2 separate regions of the Muntiacus reevesi genome follow, and region 2 is linked to region 1. A link is a contact called in public Hi-C data. All regions are on one chromosome and are shown on one strand. Each heading gives the region's core, a stretch centred on a gene start, on an enhancer-like site or on the middle of the called end of the contact. The rest is flanking DNA. Distances are from core to core; before and after follow the strand shown. Region 1 holds the start of NPFF (neuropeptide FF-amide peptide precursor). Region 2 holds the start of AAAS (aladin WD repeat nucleoporin).

What was found. A called contact is a pair of places that touch in the nucleus more often than the background predicts.
Region 2: a contact with region 1 is called in a Hi-C map of muscle, with 6 times the contacts expected there. The contact joins the promoter of AAAS here to the promoter of NPFF in region 1. A contact is called at or near these places in 2 of 3 Hi-C or Micro-C datasets (blood and muscle).

What each region holds. Positions count from the first base shown.
Region 1 is chr4:142,871,551-142,874,250 of mMunRee1.1, forward strand. It overlaps NPFF (neuropeptide FF-amide peptide precursor), which reads left to right and starts at 1,400. Exons shown (of 3, transcript XM_065934283.1): 1 at 1,400-2,700. LOC136167083 (cyclic AMP-dependent transcription factor ATF-7) reads left to right here. Exons shown (of 11, transcript XM_065934278.1): 11 at 1-1,259.
Region 2 is chr4:143,041,898-143,044,597 of mMunRee1.1, forward strand. AAAS (aladin WD repeat nucleoporin) reads left to right here and starts at 1,414. Exons shown (of 17, transcript XM_065934319.1): 1 at 1,414-1,435. The coding sequence starts at 1,429.

The sequences.
Region 1 (2,700 bases), core at 150-2,649:
TGCTCACCACCCAGGGTCAAGCAGGAGTGAGCATAGATGGTGCTGGCCAACATCCCCACCCTCCAGACCAGTTCATTCGTCTCTGTTTGGGGTAAAATTCTCCCCCAGAATGAAAAGGGGCTGGGGAGTATAGGGCAGCTTAAGGCAGCTTACGTCCTTTGCAGATGCAGGTTTGTATCACAGCTGCTAGAGTTTCTCTTTTTAATGGGGGCTGGTAGCCTAGAGCAGTCTCATCAGCATTAACTTCTGGTGAGTGACATTTTAGCTTTAAGAAATGGCTATGAGCACTAGTTTCACTGACTTTCCCTTAGGGCAGTGGTTCTCAGAATGTGGTCCGGGACCAGCAGGACCATCATCTGAGAACTTGTTAGACCTGCACGCTTGGGCCCCATTCCAGACATACTGAATCAGAAATTCTGGGGATGGGCTCTGACAAGCACTCAGAGCCATTCTCAGAGACACTGAAGTTTGAGAACCATTGCCTTAGGGGCAAGCTGGGAAATCCTTGTAGGGTGTACCATCCTCTGCCTTAGCACTAACATTTTTCCATTTTGTCCAGTCCCTCCCTCCACTGCCATTAAAACAATAACAGCATCACTCATCTCAAAATCTAGATTTGTCTTCCTCTACTTACCCCTAAAACCTGTCCTGCATGGATCCGGACAGGAGTTGGCCCATATACTCCCTTGCAGACGGATTACTCCATGTTCTTTGTTACAGGAAGGACCAGCTGTCCTGTTCTCCCACCCACCCCACCCCCCAACACACCTTTCAGGCAGGGAGATGAGCCTCCAGCCCCAGCAGTGGAAGCCATAGTCTCCTGACATAGTATCTGTTGAAAAGAAAGCTGTGTGTATCTATGGTTATATCTCTGTTCATCTGTATATCTTTGACATGTAGCAACACCTCTCCATGTCATTAAGGAACTTGACTCTGGGTCTGGGTTTCTCCAGTCCCAGTGGTAGACTTTGACAGGCAGGAGGATGCAGTGCTACAGGCTGTTTTGTTACAAAACTGTCTTCTCCCTTTCTCCCCCGACCCACTTCAGCATGATCCCTGTGAGCAGGTTCTCACAGTCTCCTGGGACGGGGCTGAGGCAGAGGCTTCGCTCTATTCTCCCTTCCCGTCCCGCCTCCTCTCCCCTCGCCACATAGCAGTTACCCCCAGCCATGCCTTCTCCCTCTCCCAACCTTGCCCTGACATATATTGTGCCTTATTTATGCTGCAAATATAACATTAAACTATGAAGAGAACCACTGTTCTGTCTGATGCTTCAATAATTGACAAGTCCCATTCTTTCTGGGAACTCATTGGGCTCTCATGCCTGTGATCTTCACTCTCCCAATTCTTAGGACAGAAAGGGCTGGCATTCGTATCCCTCCCTCCTTTTTATGCAGCCTAGAGGAAGTGGGTGGTTTGTAGGAATTACATAACACACTGGAAGGCCCAGCTCTGTGCACTGCCCTGGGGACAAGGGCCCTCAGCATCACGGAAGCCCGCCTAGAAAGAACCGTGTGCTTTGTGTGGATGGAGATCAGATGATGTTGGAAAGCAGGTGAGGTGCCCTCTTAGACTTTCAGCATTCCCACTTCCCCACAATTAGAAAATAATAAGCCCTACCCTCAAGAAGTTTCCAGCATGTCCAGGAAGTGCACAAAGACTTAGACTTCTGTGATTCTGTGAGTCTATGAGTGTGGGAAGAAGCGAATCTAGAAATGAGAGGTGGAGTTTCTTTAGAAGCAGATAAGATAGTTCACAAGAAAAACAGGTAGTGCTCAGGAATTGTGAGGAGGTGTGGGGCAGTCACTACCAGTGTCTTGTACCTGTGTATTCCTTGATACCACAAATGAGGAGGGTGAGCAGGCTCAAGAAGCAGACTGGGAGATACCCAGCTGCCTCCAGGGGAGTTTCCGGGAGAAGAGGTGGTTTGCATGCTGTTCATGGCTGATGTTTGGTACAACTGACACAAACAGGGAGCTCCAGTCTCTGGGAGAGCAGGAAAGGCAGTGTGGTCTTCACTGTGGTCAGGAGCACGTGAGAATCCAGAGAGTGGGAAAGGAAGCTGCTGAAGGCCAAAATACCGAAGCCAAGACTGAGGGGTTTTGGAGGCTGAGATGAAACTGAAAGCAGGACAATTTCCCAAGTTAGAAGAATTAACCCATTCTAACTTCTCGCCAAAGGAGAGACCCATCACCTCCATCCTGGACACAGGAACCAGCTAGAACAGCTCCTTTCTGAATCAGCCTAAGCTCAGATCCATTTGTAAGTGGTGATCAGAGAAATAACGGGATAACTGTGTTTGGGGAGCCCGCTCTGCTTGGTGGAGTACTAAATGCTTTGCATTCATCAAGTAACTTACTGTCCACAAGCGCTCTTGATAACAAGTAGTTGCCTCCTGTTACGGATGATGAGGTTTAGGTTGAGACACTTGACCAAGGCACACAGTGAAGTGTTAAGGGCTGGATTAAAACATTTCAACCCAGGAGCTGCTCTGCAGCACCCCACCCACCTCATACCCTGCTCCTCTGAACTTTGTCAGATAAGAACGGACAAGGACCTCAATATGGTGCACAATCCATTTCCCATAGAAAACCATCTACGCATGGACTTGATAGTTCCTTCTAAGAAGTGGTGAAACTATAAGATACAATGATGATGAATGTCAGTTTCTGTGCTTTGGGACCATCCAGGAGACAAACC
Region 2 (2,700 bases), core at 164-2,663, 170 kb after region 1:
TATCGCGCGGCCAGAGCCCGGCGCGGTGCGGCTCCCGCGGGCGGACCCGCCTGGCACGTAACCCGCCCCCGGCCCGGGGCCTGCAATCAGTGGTGCCCGCCACGGAGTTAGAGGCGGAACAAAAGGCACTCTGTGGCGTTCAGCCCCCAGCCACAATAGGGCTTTGTGCGGCCCCCGCCCCCTAGGACTCCCCCGCCAGGCAGAGGGGCTCACCCGCAGCTCCCCCGGCCTGGGCCCGACTGCGGGCGGCGCCCCAGTCCGCCGGTACCCCTCGGGGGTTCGGGAGAGGCCCGCCGCGCTGCAGCGGGGAGGGGTCGGCGTGTCCCAGGAGGCGATTCGGCCGAGCTTGAGCTGCTGCCCCCTTCCCACCCCGCCCCCGTCCAGGTGCGAAATCTCCTGCCCTCGGGCGGGGCGCGGGGCTTCAAAGGCGCTTTGAAGAAGGATCGGAGTTCCGAGGACTCTCCCGCGGGCCGGGGGCCGCGGCGGAAGAGAGTCTGAAAAGGGGCGGGGGACGCCGAGGCTCGCGGCGGCGAGAGGGGGCGGCCCGAAGTGGACCCCCGGGCTCGGCGCTACCCCGCTGGGCCGGCTCCTCGGGACCCCCCAGGGCCTGGCCTTCTCGCCTGCCGGTCTCCGCCTGTCCGGTGCCAGCTCCCGCCCGCCGCAGCCTCGCGGTCGTCCCCTCCCCGGCCCCTCGGCCCCTTTCATCTTCCCTAGACTCCGCTTGGGGTTTTGCTGGTTTCTGGGAGATAAAAACCGCCTCAAATAGCGGCGGCGCGCTGCCAGGACAAACAGGGCCGGGCGGGCCATGTGCGCCTGGTTACCGGCCCCGGGCCGGGGCGCCGGGCTTCGGCGGGCCCGGGGAAGGGGCGGCGGGCCGAGGTCCAGGCACCCAGGCTCCCGTGATGCCTCCCGCCTCTCAAAGTAGGGGGCCCATTTTAGAAGTTTCGAGCAGCGGCCGGGGCGCTGCCTCGGTTTCCCGCCCAGGTTGTAGGGAGGGGCAGGCGCGTGGAGACCGCCTGCTGAGCGCTCTGAGCCCCCGGGACTGTGGGTCTCAGTCACTGTGTCGCCGGGGCCACCGCGCCCCCTGGTGAAGTTAGTGGAGAGTGCGCTAGGCCCGGACTAACCTCCCAAGACTCTGCAAATTGTGAAAAACCATTCAACAAACGTTAAATAAGCTGTATGGGCTTTCCTGGTGGCTCGGACGGTAAAGAATCCGCCTGTAATGCGGGAGACCGGGGTTCGGTCCCTGGATTAGGAAGATCCACTCCAGTATTATTGCCAGGAGAATCCGCGTGGACAGAGGAGCCTGGCCGGCTACAGTCCATGGGGTCACAAAGAGTCGGACACGACTGAGCAACTTAAGCACACACAGGGGAGATGGTGACTGTGTGTGAATACACAGAGCTCCATTCCTTCTCTCCAGGTCACATGACTGGTAAGAGGCAGGCACCTAACTGATAATTACAAAGCAATCTGTTGGTGAAAATCAGGCTTCATTGAAGGGAGGGGGGAAGTTGCAGGCCAGGCTGTAGTGAGTTTGGGGGGTTGGATGGTGCCAAGGTTAAGATACAATGAAAGTGTTTGTGGGTGGGACTTCCCTGGTGGTCCAGAGGTTAAGAATCTGCCTGCCTGTGTAGGGGACACAGGTTCCATCCCTGGTGCAGGAAGATTCCACATGCGGTAGAGCAACTAAGCCCCGTGTTGCCCCAACTCTGAGCCAGTACTCTAGAGCCTGTGTTCACCAACAGTAGAAGCAAGGGCAATGAGCATCCCAAACACAAGGAAAGAGTAACTGTGGCTGCCAGCAACTTGATAAAGCCCTCACACAGCAAGGAAGACCTGGTGCAGGCAGAAATAAATTAATTTAAAAAAACTTTGTGAGTGGCATCTCACTGCTCTCCACAGATCTGTCACACAGACTCCCACTTTTCCATCAACCCTATACTGCTTTCCTGTCTCACAAAGTGCTTTCTCAGCCAATTTCTCCAAACCACCCCCAGTTTTTATATTCTGCTCTTTTACGCTCTCTGTGACTTCCCAGGCAACAGTGAACTAATGGGCGGAGAGGTTACTCAAAGTGTTGTCTGTGCAGTATCACCTGGGGACTTTTTGGAACTACAGCTTCAGAGCTCCACCCCAGAATTTATATTTTAACAAGATTCTCAGATGAGTCCTCTGTTTATTAACCTTCTGGAACCCTTGGTTTTCTGACTTGGGGTATAGCGCTCAAGGGGAACTTTTCATGTAGAAAGAAAGGGCAGACACAGACAAAATATTAAAGCAGAATGCCTCTCCAATGAGGCTGGTTGCTCTTGGGAGTGGGGACTATGCCATATACAGTTCTGTGTGCCCAGAGCCTGGTCCTTGGAATTGATGTGTGAGTGTGAGTGAGTGAGTGAGTGTGTGTGTGTGTGTGTGTGTGTGTGTGCTCAGTCGTGTCCCTCTCTTTTTGACACCATGGGCTGTAGCCCACCAGGCTCCCTTGTCCATGGATTTTTCCAGGAAAGAATACTGGAGTAGGTTGCCATTTTCTTCATGAGAGGATATTCCCCACCCAGGGATCAAACTCTTGTCTCCTGCATCACCTGCAGGGGGTTTCTTTATCACTGTGCCACCTGGGAAGCCCTGGAATTGCTTATTAATACTTGTTAAACGAATGAACCAATGTTCAGAGTCACCTAGTTTGTGGCAGAATTAGGG